Linked DNA regions of Bombyx mori: region 2 is linked to region 1. A link is a contact called in public Hi-C data. All regions are on one chromosome and are shown on one strand. The core of a region is the stretch at or near the end of the contact, and the rest is flanking DNA. Distances in the headings are between cores, read along the strand shown. Region 1 overlaps LOC101743190 (schwannomin-interacting protein 1 homolog). Region 2 holds the start of LOC101741502 (activating signal cointegrator 1 complex subunit 1).

Evidence for each region. A called contact is a pair of places that touch in the nucleus more often than the background predicts.
Region 2: a Hi-C map of posterior silk gland shows a contact between it and region 1, with 1.7 times the contacts expected there. The contact joins the promoter of LOC101741502 here to the enhancer-like site in region 1. A contact is called at or near these places in 2 of 7 Hi-C or Micro-C datasets (middle silk gland and posterior silk gland).

Annotation. Positions count from the first base shown.
Region 1 is chr4:11,796,730-11,803,487 of ASM3026992v2, reverse strand. It overlaps LOC101743190 (schwannomin-interacting protein 1 homolog), which reads left to right. Exons shown (of 12, transcript XM_021351118.3): 2 at 1-136; 3 at 275-435; 4 at 578-1,638; 5 at 2,229-2,329; 6 at 2,521-2,618; 7 at 3,781-3,907; 8 at 4,533-4,733; 9 at 6,035-6,207; 10 at 6,711-6,758. Among protein-coding and RNA genes, the nearest start is that of LOC119628442, 28 kb to the right of the region's middle. Within about 2 kb of position 3,212, at least 5 of the 8 cell types and tissues checked have open chromatin away from gene starts, as enhancers often do.
Region 2 is chr4:11,852,190-11,858,415 of ASM3026992v2, reverse strand. LOC101741502 (activating signal cointegrator 1 complex subunit 1) reads left to right here and starts at 4,826. Exons shown (of 7, transcript XM_038021763.2): 1 at 4,826-5,224. The coding sequence starts at 5,113.

The DNA.
Region 1 (6,758 bases), core at 1,963-4,462:
AACGTTGGAGCAGTCGTATGTAACAGACAGTATAGAATTAATACTTGTAAAGTTATTGCTTACAAAACAATTAACAGTGAAGCTGTAAATCTGGAGGATACTGGAAAAATTCACACTGCACACCCAAGCTTTTTAGGTAAATCACAAAAAATATATATTATTTGGCATAACACTTTTATAACCTCCCTTTTTATTTTATACGATGAGGAAAAGTAATTTTGTTCTATTTTAAGTGTTCTTGAATACTATCGCTAATTTGTTTTATCGTTTACAGAAAGCCCTAATGCCTTATCTGATGTCACGCCTGTTGATGACGAACGGGCGTTTGAACAGTCAGATTCAGATGAGATGTCTGAAAACGGTATCCATCCTGTACCTAGAGGTATCGTGAATCCAAATTATCCAGGCTTTCAACATTTAGCTCATACTCTACAGGTAAATTTAGAAAATAAAAAAGACATCGTTTTATATCTGAGATCGTTCGTAAACAGAGAGAATTTTTAAAAGCATTATAGTTCAATTCAGATTCTTCCGATTTGGATTTTTTTATTGGTTGTTTATATGAGTGTATTTTCAGGATTATTCGTCTAATATAGAAAACTTTTATCATTCTGATAATGAAATGACTGATGATGATGTTGATTTAGAAATTACTGAAGTAGAATCAGAAAACAATCAAAAAGGAGTAACATGCAAAAATAACAACAACAATAGTCTTAGTACCATTACATTTACAAAATTGACATCTTCACAAAATGATATAACATTCGAAACAAAAACATTAGATAGACAGATCAAAAATGAAATGCCCGACTTACTAAAGACAGTTCCAAAAAATATTAATAACAACAATGAAATCTGTTGTTTTGAATTAAATTGCTCAGATACAGACATAGAAAACAACTTTCATACAAAAGAAATAATTGGTGATTTTAATAAAGAGATTGAAGAAGAAATTCGAGAACTTCTCAACTATAACATTAACATTCAAGATGATTTAGAAGAATTACGAAAAGATATTAACGACACTCTTGTTAAACCTATAGAAAACACGATCAACAATATCAGCGAAGTAGTTAACCACGTCATAAAGAAACTTGTAGAAAATCAAGGAACGTTCATAGATCAACATGAAGATTTGCCGTTAGCAGAAGCTATATGTTACACAGAAGAGCGAGATGTTGTGGATGAGATTAGTAAAATTAATAAAGAAAATGAAAAAAATGCTAGGACCGAAATGAATTTAAATAGGCCTACATTTTTGTACATAGAAAATAGCTTAACCGCGAGCGGTAAAATTTCAGATGCGTTTTTGTCGGATGGAAAAGATGAAATAAATGTCAGTGAATATGATACGGAAAAGCTATCTTTAAATGTGGAAAATACTATCAAACAATTGAGCACCGAACTGAGGAAGATTATTCCTAAATTAGATGAAATGCGAGAACGTGATAAACTTTGGGCTGAAAATAGAAGGTTCACGGACTCCGTTGTTAAAGATGGAAATTCTAATGAAATTCAGAGCTACTCGAAACGTAATATTTTATCTAGTAGTTCAACTGTAAAAGACAAAAGTGATATTAAAAAAGTTGGATTTTCTAATTCTACTATTAGGAACGCTCCAAAAATGTCTCAAAGGTATGTTTTTAACAGTTGATTCTCATAATAGCACATTGAGAAATACTCATAATGTATTTTATTAATATAATTGAAATTTAGAAAATACGCAGTAAGCTACATGTGCAATTAATCCATGTATACATCTGCCGCGATGTAGCGCGGTCTGTCCTCAATTTTTGAGCCGCTTCATAGACCTTTAAACAACTTTACTTTAAAACAGCTATAGATATACTTTTTTCGTTGCGCTTCTATTTTGCTAATGCATATAGGTTAAGTTGTAATGTAATTTCGAAGTGGCTCAGTCTCAAATATGAAAACCCATAAATCGCAAAAGCAATCCATATGTTTGAACCGTACGTACATATACATATCATGAGTGGAATTGAAAATAGATTTGACGTAATCTTAACAATCCTGGTAAATTTAGAAGTTGGTTTAATTCATGTCTGAGTAGTCTACATAATTTCTCTTACATTCGGCTAATTACATTTTAGAATCTATTCACAAAATGAGGTTCAATGTTTTTAATGGAACGAAGATAGTGAATATTTGTAAGATTCGTAATTTGTATTGTTAAATAACATATCGATGTATTTGAGAAATTTCAGAGGTCCAAGGGACCGTTTTAGAGAGCCGAAAAATAGTAATAGCAGTGCTCAAAGTAAAATATCCGTCCATGGTGATAAGGTCACCAAAGAGATTGACTTAGGTATGTATTAAACTATATTAAATTGCTCTGTTTAGTAAACAACTGTATTCTGTACAATTTTATTCTGACCAATAGGTAATAAAAAATATAATTATTTTAATTTTAATTTAATAATAATAATATTAAAATTATCTTTCTATTTATGATAATTAAGTTTCCGCTCTTATATGAATTATTTCGAATGTTTTCAGAGAGTTTTGATGTATACAATATTGAGACTGCTTTACCTAAATTAGATTTGGATGCTATCGAAAGTCATCTTAAAGCAGCCAAAGAAGCGGAACGTCGGGTAAGTCGCAAAATAATTACTTGTCCATAATTATTTATTTAAATGTATCTAATCCATATGGGTGTAAAATTATAGTAACACTGGTAGTAAGTTTAAATTTACGCGCTACAAAAGTAACGGTAAATGCACACTCGGAGTTTGATCCACGTCTGCTGCAGCCATGTGTAACAGTTAATTACAATAGGTAGGTAGTAAACGTCTTGAACCAGCTTTCTACGGTGATTCAGCGGTATAGCTGGTTGTTAGTCTCCAGTTTTAAAAGTCAATTCGAGCAGCAAGGTGTACGATTGCGTTCTATTGACAGTGTTGACACGTATAAATATATTGTTTATTAATTTTGTTGAAACAAAGTGATGGAATCAATGCCGTATTTTCATCCTGAACAAAGACATTACAAAAAAGACACAAGGTTTCTCTTGGATTTATACACGATTACTTATGATAATCACGAGTCTGTGGATAATATTTGTTGCCTCGTAAGTTCTATAAGCATCGTAAAACCTTTTTTTGACATACAGATAAACTGACCAAATTAATATAGTTTGGGTTGAGTTCCATAGACAAATTAAATGGAACATTCTGTAAATGTGTGACCTTGTCCTAAAATGTCACATTGACGGGATTGACAAGAAAGGATAACGTCGTTTTTTTTTTGTTTACCATTGTGTGCTATAAACAAAACGTGCCATATTTTTGCCAAATTTAAGAAGACTGATTTGTATTTATTATGTTTGAGAGCTTAATTACTAATATAAGGCGGAAGCTTACCAAACCGTCGCCGGAGACTGCTGATAATTGTGAAACAGTAGAAAAAACAGGACTTAAAAAACGACTGCACCTGTTCAAGTTAAAATTAACAAAACCAGATGTCAAGAATCCCCCTATAGACCAATGTGATGATATAGCGTTAAGTCCACGTGCTAATGGTGTTGCAGGGTGTGCTCAAACTGAAATTGAATGGCCAAAAATAACAGACAATAATCCTAACTTATTAGATAAATTTACTAGGATTGTAACTATTACTGACTATGCACCATATCATGATAAAAAAGTAATTTAATTAAATCTCCATTGTGTTTTAAAATGATACAAAACAATGAATATTGGTTTTACATTCTTATCTAAAATAATTTGGACTATGTCATAATTTTATTTATTACAGAAACGTAATGATAGAGAGGAAATTAGAAGGCGTTTGGCTATGGGAGCAGATGCAGATGAATACTTCAGTATGGGACACACAGAGCGCCCAGGGAAAAAACCTAGCTTACAGTCTCGACTTCAAAGTGGTATGGCTTGTAAAATTCATTTATGGTGTTTATTTTAGATTAATTAAGTTACCAATGAAATATTGTTTATTAAAATGGTAATGGGGCTATAAACTGGGATGCTTGATTGTTGCTTTTGAGTTTAAATTCAATTAGATCTATGAATAAAAGGGTATTTGTATGGTGCCATATCTATTATAACCATTTGATACACACTCACACACATAGTTGAGAAAGTAATTGAAACTAGTACAAAAAAATATTAGTAATAATTAACTTTTGAAATTAACAAAAAGGTTTTGATATAAAATTGGGTACTATATGCCTCTCCTACAAAGCACATTCTTTTCAGCATGATAGAACTCTTAGTTATCTTCCGGTTTCCTATTAGATTTTGATTTTATTGATTGTCTCAATTTAAGATTAATTCAAAATTCATTAGAAGGAATAAAAATAATCAGTCAGTACAAATTCCTACATGTTTTATTTACATTGTTGTAATAAAGCCTACACCTAATATTTAGAAAAGTAATATTTATGGAAACTAATATTCTAATATTTGTGAGAAATAAAAATCAATTATCATCACACTGCTTCATTATAAATTGTGTTTAATTGTGTTGTGTGTTTTGCAATGTGGATACAGGGATGAATCTGCAAATTTGTTTTATGAATGAAACAGCATCGGAAAATGAATTTCAAGATTTGGACAAGAATGTAAATTATGAAACAAAAAGTCTTTCACAATCCAGTCTTTTCAGTAAATTAAACTATAACCATCCTTATCAGACAAGGCCATTGTCGGTCAATATAACAAAACATGACAAAATTAGCACTCTTCAGAGCGGTGAGTACACAGTTTCTACCCATGCTGTGGTCATTGTCTTATTGTCTTTAGTGTGAAATCAATTTTGTAAAGGGAAGTCAATGCTTTGTTTTAATGTTTTTGTAGCCATTGGTGATGTTGCAAGTATATATATATTTTGTTTAATAAACACGGTAAAGGAATTGTTACCAAAAAATAATAAAGTGCTACCTACCTCAATGGTGACATTAGTAATTAAATTTTCCTTAAATTAGCATCTTGAAAATAAGACTGTCTTGGGAGAAGGATTTAATGCCAACCCAACTTCTAGGGTGATCTCAATGACTTAAGGGAACGTACCCATACTACGTGACCCGTGTAGGGGGGGGGAGCGGAGTCTTTAAAATACTACGGTCAGTCACAGGAGCGGGGGGGGGTGGCTCAGGTTTTTGTCACGTAGTCGATTTCGAGTAGAGTCGTAGTCAGAGAAATCTCGTATTTTTTCGACCTATATTCGAATATAGCATGTTTAGCGCTTTGTAAACTCACACTACATAATTCACTAGTAATTTAAGTGTGTATGCAGTCTTAGCCAATAAAGACGAGTAAGGAACCAAATTATTATAACTTTTTTAAATTTTTGCGTGTGAAATGATTAAAAATCATAATTAAGAATTACTACGTGAAAACTAAAGGGGGAGAGGGGGGGTCTTGGCATATACTACGAGTGATCAGCTAGGGAGAGGTCAAAAAAACTAAAAAAATTGGTCACGTAGTATGGGTACGTTCCCTAAGATGTGATTTTATAGATTATTCTTGTGCACTTAAGCAGCAATCTTATCAAACTGCATGAAAACCTGCAAAGAACCACTATTTTAATAAGAGGAAATTAACATTTTCACTCACATAAGGAATCAACAGCAGTACTAAACAGCGTCAATATTTTTGGAAATGGTTCCTTTACTATATATGAGTCGTCTATTATCAAAGGTGGCAATCTGTGCATTTGGACAAAAAAAAATTATTGATATGTCAATACAGATTGATTTGAATATAATCGTCTCCTTCAAAGAATACGGTTCAAAACCTGCATTAAATAAAGGTTAATAGTTAACCTGTTATTTATCTAAGATGTCGTTCCGAAGAGTTTTGTGACTGCCAATGGAATACAAAGTCAATAATTCGTTTTTCTGATTTACCAATCATTGTCCAAAAGTCAGATTGCCGGCTTTGATAATAGTCGACTCATATGTACTGACACCAAAAACTATATATTATATAAAAATATAAAATTATTATGTATGTGTAAGGATATAAGTGAATTGGAACCATTATAATTTCAGGTGCGAAATTGCGTCCATCAGCTTTACAAAAGAATAATAAGTCCCGTTCTTCACACTCGTTGGGTCATATTGAGCTGAAAGAGTCAGATTTTTATGCACTACAGGCGACACTTCAGACCGAGGCGCGGATTGCGCTGGCCCAAGCAAAAGAAATGGCACGTATTCAAATGGAGGTGAGACTCTAGTCCAGTAATGGCAAGACTATTGTGTTCCTTTTTTTTTCCCTAGCTATGCTGATAGCCTTGAGAGGCTATTTCAGGTTTGCCCTAACATGTACGTAAGCTCACGGGGCTCAGATCGAAGTGATGCTAACACTGGCCCTAGCAAGAGCAGTGCTTCACAGAATCTACCACCGGATCGGAAACACGACCCACTGAGAAGATCCGGCGAGAAACTCAGTGGGCTGTGTCTGTGGGTTAAGTTGTGTCCCTTTGTTTATCGGAGCGTAAATACGAATTGTATGTGTGTTTTGGACAGCGGTAACGCTGGAGAAAAATCTTTGCTTACAATATAGTTGAAATTGGAATTTAATAACAATATTGAATTTTGTTTATGCAGTTTGTTATGGTTATGCATATTTTGTAAGAATTGAACATTACATTAGACACTGGTCGAAATCAGAACAACATTATACACAAAATAAGTGTTATTCAGTGGATATATATTACACTTCTAGCATGAACGTCGCAGCCGTCCGGTGTCGCCCGTGACCGAAATGTTAAGA
Region 2 (6,226 bases), core at 3,577-6,076, 53 kb before region 1:
ATTCCGTAACGAAAAAAACCTAACACCCCTCACTCCGCCTACCATGTAGCTCGCGTTCAACACATTCACACGTTGCGCTTGTGTAGTGTTTGTGAATAAGCGCGTGGCGTGATGTCACACTGCATGCGAATCATAAAAATTCTGCCCATCTCTCTCTCGCGCGCTTTAGCTTATGAGTGTGAAGGGAACAGTTAAGGTTTTGCCTTTATTAAGGTTTAATATAGCGTGGCCTTGTTTTATTATTGTTTTAATATTAAATTATCATTGTCTAATTATAATGTCATAAGTTGATAAAAAATGCTATGCAACAGCTTTACCGCCGCAGTTCCCGAGTGCCACACTTTTTTTTTTGTCAGGTGGAATTCGCCGGACTTCCGCCTTTCACTGGGGATGGAGGGCGGCGCATGTCGGAATCGAACCGACTAAAACCTCCTGTCGCTCAACAACCAGCATCCAAACCTCGCATGAGACAGAGCTCATGAAAAGGCAAAGGGGGGAAAGTGAAGTGTTTAGTGCGGAGCACATCTCTCCCATCACCCTCCCCCTCGGGATGCCGGACTGGCGGTCACGGCGCCACAACCACCAGCCCTCTCAGTCGGCAGGCTGTCCGAACCCCACCTAGATGGCGCCGGTTAGAATGGTCTATCCTACAGAATACCCCGCTGGGTCAGAATCAGGGTGGGTTGAGGATAGCTTTCATCACCCGGATGCTCATACGTAAAACGTATGCAGAGCAGCTTGCACGTCGTCTTCTTAGGCCCCCTTCGCCGGTCCCCAGGCCGACATATGAGGGAGACCCGAAACACTTAGGAGAGCCAGGGCTAGGGCGAGATCCGCCTCCCTGGACCCCGCTCGACGGGGCGGGCCTGGGCATCTCTCACGCGCCCCGCCGCCTCGTTTTGCGAGATGGTGCACTCGCAGAAGTCGAGCATCGCCTTCCACGACTCGTCGTCACTGAGCATCTATGCCAAAACACTCGGCAACGACAAGTCGTTTCCTATTTTTGCGACGAGGACACGCCGCCACCCCTCCCATGCGGGGCAGGCGACGATCGTATGCTCTGCCGTGTCCAAGTCGCAACCACAATGATAGCACTCTGCCGTCGGCTCGGCTCCGATCCGGTGTAGGAACTCACCGAAGCAACCATGCCCAGTGAGTAACTGCGTGAGCCGGAAAGTGAGGCGTCCTCTGTCACGATTTACCCAATTCACAAGAACCGGGCGAATCGCCTCGACGGTCCTATGACCAGCCGAAGGATCGGCCAGCCGCCTGGACCATGACTCCAGCACGGACCGCTGAGTTTGGGCCCTCCGCGCTCTGACCACACTAGGGCTGGGACGCGCCACGCCCCGGGCACGAAGGTTAGCCCGCCACTGCTAGTCAGCGGCGAGCGCCTCCGCCTCCAGGACCCAAGGCGGCGTCCCAGCCAGTACACACGCCGCCTCGAAAGAGATGGTGCGATAAACACGGATGATCCTGACTGCGATGGTGCGTTGCGGCCGTTGCAGCAACTTCGCTACCCTCCAACCCCCCCCCCTCCCCCCGGGACACGACTAGCGTATCGTCTGCGTAACAGATTACGCTTACGCCCGGGAGGAGGGCACCTCTCAGTACCCAGTCATACCCGATATTCCACAAAAGGGGGCCGAGCACTGAGCCCTGTGGAACATCGCCCACGACTGGGAGCCTGTGTACGATCCCACCGTGACCAGTACACGTGACCGATCTGTCCTCCAAGTACGAAGCCACCAGTCGGCGAAGGTAAGGGGGCACTCCGTGTCTTACCAGGGGCATTTTTTTAAATAAAAGAACACTTATTGCGGCATAACTATAATAGTTAGACATATGCTGTCGCGACACTTTTTGTAAATAATAATGTTTTCTACAAAGTCGTAGTACATTATTTTATTCTATCATCAATAGTTTTCGTATTTCAATTTTTTTTCAAATCGGCTTAGTAGTTTCGGAGCCTATTGAATACAAACAAACAAACAAATCTTTCCTCTTTATAATCTTAATATATATAAATCTCGTGTCACAATGTTTGTCCTCAATGGACTCCTAAACCACTTAACCGATTATAATAAAATTCGCACACCATGTGCAGTTCGATCCAACTTGAGAGATAGGATGGTTTTTATTTCGATGAATGGTCGCAATATTTATTAATTAACAATAAAATGATTTCTTATGTTGATTTTTGTTATTAATTGTAAGTTTCATAAGTCTAAAACAGATGGCGCCTTAAATCAGTTTTTACAGACAATTGTTATACTGTGACTTTAATATCTCATAGATGGCGCTGTGCTAAAAATACCAACGTTTCACATAAACTACAATTTAATGGCATAAGCACCACGTGTTTCTGAGGCTAAAGTATAAGTGAAATTTATTTCGTAGTAAACGCAATACAGTGAAATCCAATTGTTCTTACGTTGTCAATTTTTGGTATTAGCATAGGCGGCCGCGAGTTATTTAGAAACAAAAACCTAAGCCACAGCCACAGCAACGTGTGGCCGGGTCCGCTAGTATTAGTATAGATATTAATTATTACAAATAATAAAAACGCTGACTTAGGCGGCGGTTTTTATTTGAACCAGTTCTAAATTATAAACTAAAATTCTATGAAAAATTACCCATAAATCTAATACGAAATGATATTAATTTATTTTTCGTAGTTTCCTTCCTTCTTGCGTCGATAATCCTCAGTGCTGAGGGTCATGGCCTCCTCTAATAACTTTCTCCTGCATCATCTTGCGCCATTCCTGCCTGTCCTCGGCTGTGTGGATAGCAACGTGGACTGAGATATTGAGAGTGGAGCGTATTTTGTCCGACCAGCGCATTGGATTTCTGCCTCTGTGCCTTCTCCCGCATACCTTGCCTGTTACCAGCAGGTTTTCCAGATTGTCACCTCTCTTTCTGACGATATGTCCAAAGATTTCGAAAATTCTCCGCGCGCATGTAGTGCTGAGGCGCATTGAAATCTTGAGCTCGGTAAGAATGGATTCGTTGGTTCTGTGTTCTGTCCAACGAATCCCGAGCATTTTCCTCCAGCACCACATCTCAAACGCGTCGATGCGTTAGCGATCGGCTTTCTTGAGGGTCCAAGTCTCGGCGCCGTAGAGAAAAATGGAAAAGACGAGGGGGGTGACGAGCTGCTTTTTGGTATTCCTCGAGATGTTTCTGTCCGCCCAAACACGGTCCATTTGGGACATAGCTCTCTTTGCCATACTGATTCGCCTTCTGAGGTTCTTTTCGGAGGATCCATTACTAGCTATGACGGAGCCCAGATAAATGAAATCCTCTACGACTTTCAGGTTTAGCTTATTCGTAGTTTAATAAGTTATTATTGTTAGTAGTATTATTTACTAGTCGAAATATAAATGTTTAATTATCTTATGATGAGAATCTTATATTAAAGAGAAAGATATTCAACAAAAATAGTTTCGTTCTAATAAATTAGCATAGTAATAGTACAGTGAACTAGCAATTTATTTTGGTGATTCTGAATTTAAACAAACATATTGATGAGAAGAATTCATTTTTACTTTGCAAATTTGTAAATACACGCTCTGTAGCAATGTACGGACATAATATAATAATATGAAGATACAATAATAGCATCTACAAATACATAATTATGTACTACGTGGTACTTACTACATTTACTAAAATTAATACAACATTTATTAATTAAATTAATGAAATTGGGGTTTTAAAGTTTTAGGGGTGTATAAAAAATGGGGGGCGCTGAAAAGTAATTGATTTTCAAAGGGGGCGGTAAAAGAAATAAGTTTGATAATCACTGGTCTAGTGAATAGTTAGTATGCCGAACTGCCGATATCGGGCACGGGGTTCGAATTTTAGCCGTGCTTTGTACATACCAACGAGTTTTCGACGAAACATTATGTTCCTATGGTATCTACCTGTACTGAATACCGAGTGTTTTAAACATTAAGAAAAACATTGCGAGGAAGCTTGTAAGACTGTCCTATTTCCAATGCATCATATAGTTGAAACTATAGATGTATAAAATATAACAATTATAGGTACCTAGGTAATGAAAATAAAAAAAACTGATTGTAGTTACATACTACTAGTAACATATTATTATATTGGATCACTTTAATACAATTTTATTGTAAAATATAAATAATATTCTTTTATAGTTTGAAATTAATGATTAACTCTTCACACTCATTGTTCATTTATGTGATTGAACGAGAACTGAACGCATCACTATTACTTTAAATATAGCAACATTATTTCACAAAGTGACATTAGCTACTGTCAGCTGGCTTCGTCTAATTAAAAATCCGACTATAAAATAAGACATGACTTAAAGGTCTTAGTTACCAGGTCATAAAATCTCTTAAAAAAAATATAGAAATAACAGGACTTTTTTTGGCGGGAACGCGAGGAGTGAAGTTGTGTGATTTGTTTTATTTTGTCTATTTAGTGTTTCTTCGGGTTTAGGTGTGTAATAATGGTGGTTTATTAACTGTTTAATATCTGTGAAAGTGCACAAATGTGGGAAAATGAAACAAAGCCGCTGGACGTAACTTCTCGGGATCCTCAAAAAAGTCCACTGAAAAAATCTTAGTAAATGACCACCACTTTACTGAGATTATATTGCATCCCATATCATCTCAATTCATTTCATTTAATTTCATCCCAGTTGATTAGTGTCTCAAATTAATCATCTTCATTTCATTTTACTCCATAATATCATTTTTCATGCAAATATGAATATAAATTAAAATAAGACATGACTTAAAGGTCTCAGTTACCAGGTCATAAAATCTCTTAAGAAAAATAATAGAAATAACATTATGACCTAAAAGTCTCTGTCAAAGGCTGTATGGGTTAGGTCCCCTTGCCTTTCCTAATAAGGAAAAATTGTACCAAAAAAAAAAAGTCTGTCACCAGGTCATAAAAATTATTAAAAATAAAAAATAGAATAATATTGAGCGTCGGAATATTTTTTTTGGATTATCATAATTAAACTTAATTATTAAGTGTAATATCTATTACATTACAATCAACAATGTAAAATTGTGTAGTATATTGTAATGGCAATCAAATTTGGACAACTGTTTAAAAAAAATTAAAATGTTACGGAATTTAAAACCAGAAGTAGTCTGGATTGAAGGAAGATGTTATAGAGCTAATGATTCACCAGCTGAATTTAATTCAATGCAAGAACATGATCTGTATGAAAATGGTAAAAATATTTTAAATTGAAATAAGATTACGCTAAATTAAAAATTAAAGAAAAAATTATGGATACTAAATACCGAGTGAGAGCGGATAGCGATAACGACAACTATTTTTTAATAGCAATCAAGACAAGACAGAAGAGGAATATAAGTACTAATCACAATAAAAAACAATACTTTCCACTTTAGCTTACACATTCTTTTAGAATTCATCAAGAAAGTGTATTTTGATATAAAAACTTAATTTTATGAATGGAAGAACTAATAAGAACATTATACTATAGAATTAAGGGACTGAAGTTAAAATAGAGGGAGAAAATAAGAAAGAACATAGCAATTTACTTAGAAACACTACATTTACTTGCTTAAACAGTACAGGAAATTTGGCTACAAATTAAGATTACATTACTTAAATTATTTTGTAGTCCATGGTGTGTCAGAAGTATTTTAGAATTCATTCATGCAATTTTTTATTTTCAATTGTGAGGATCTACTTCACAGCAGAGCAAGTTAATAACATAAAAATATCTCCCCTCTGAGCCTGACTAATCAAAGAAATGATAAATCAATTAATGGGTGTTTGTCTGTAAACTGGGCAAGAATTAGAAGTGAATTTTAAGAATTAGCATATAACAGTAATCACCTATATAATAACTTAATCTATTTTGTACACACTTCATTAACTATTCTTATATTGATTTATTAAATTGATATTCTCTTAATAGTTCTTAAAAAGCAGTCCCATGATGTGTTCTCAAAACATTATTGTCACCTCAAATTTAATTAACTAAGACATAACTATTCGAGTCTATGAAATTGTTTTTCTATTCAAATATAAATTGTATTTTTCATTTAGTTTGCATTTCTCTGATGTAGGCCCCTGTATAGATGTTTCAGAAAATGTTCAATATTTTTTTAAAGTTCTGGAAATGTTTGGTTCACCTGTCATATATTAATAAATATATTGATATTTATTCCTCAGGTACAATTTAATAAATATTTAAGCA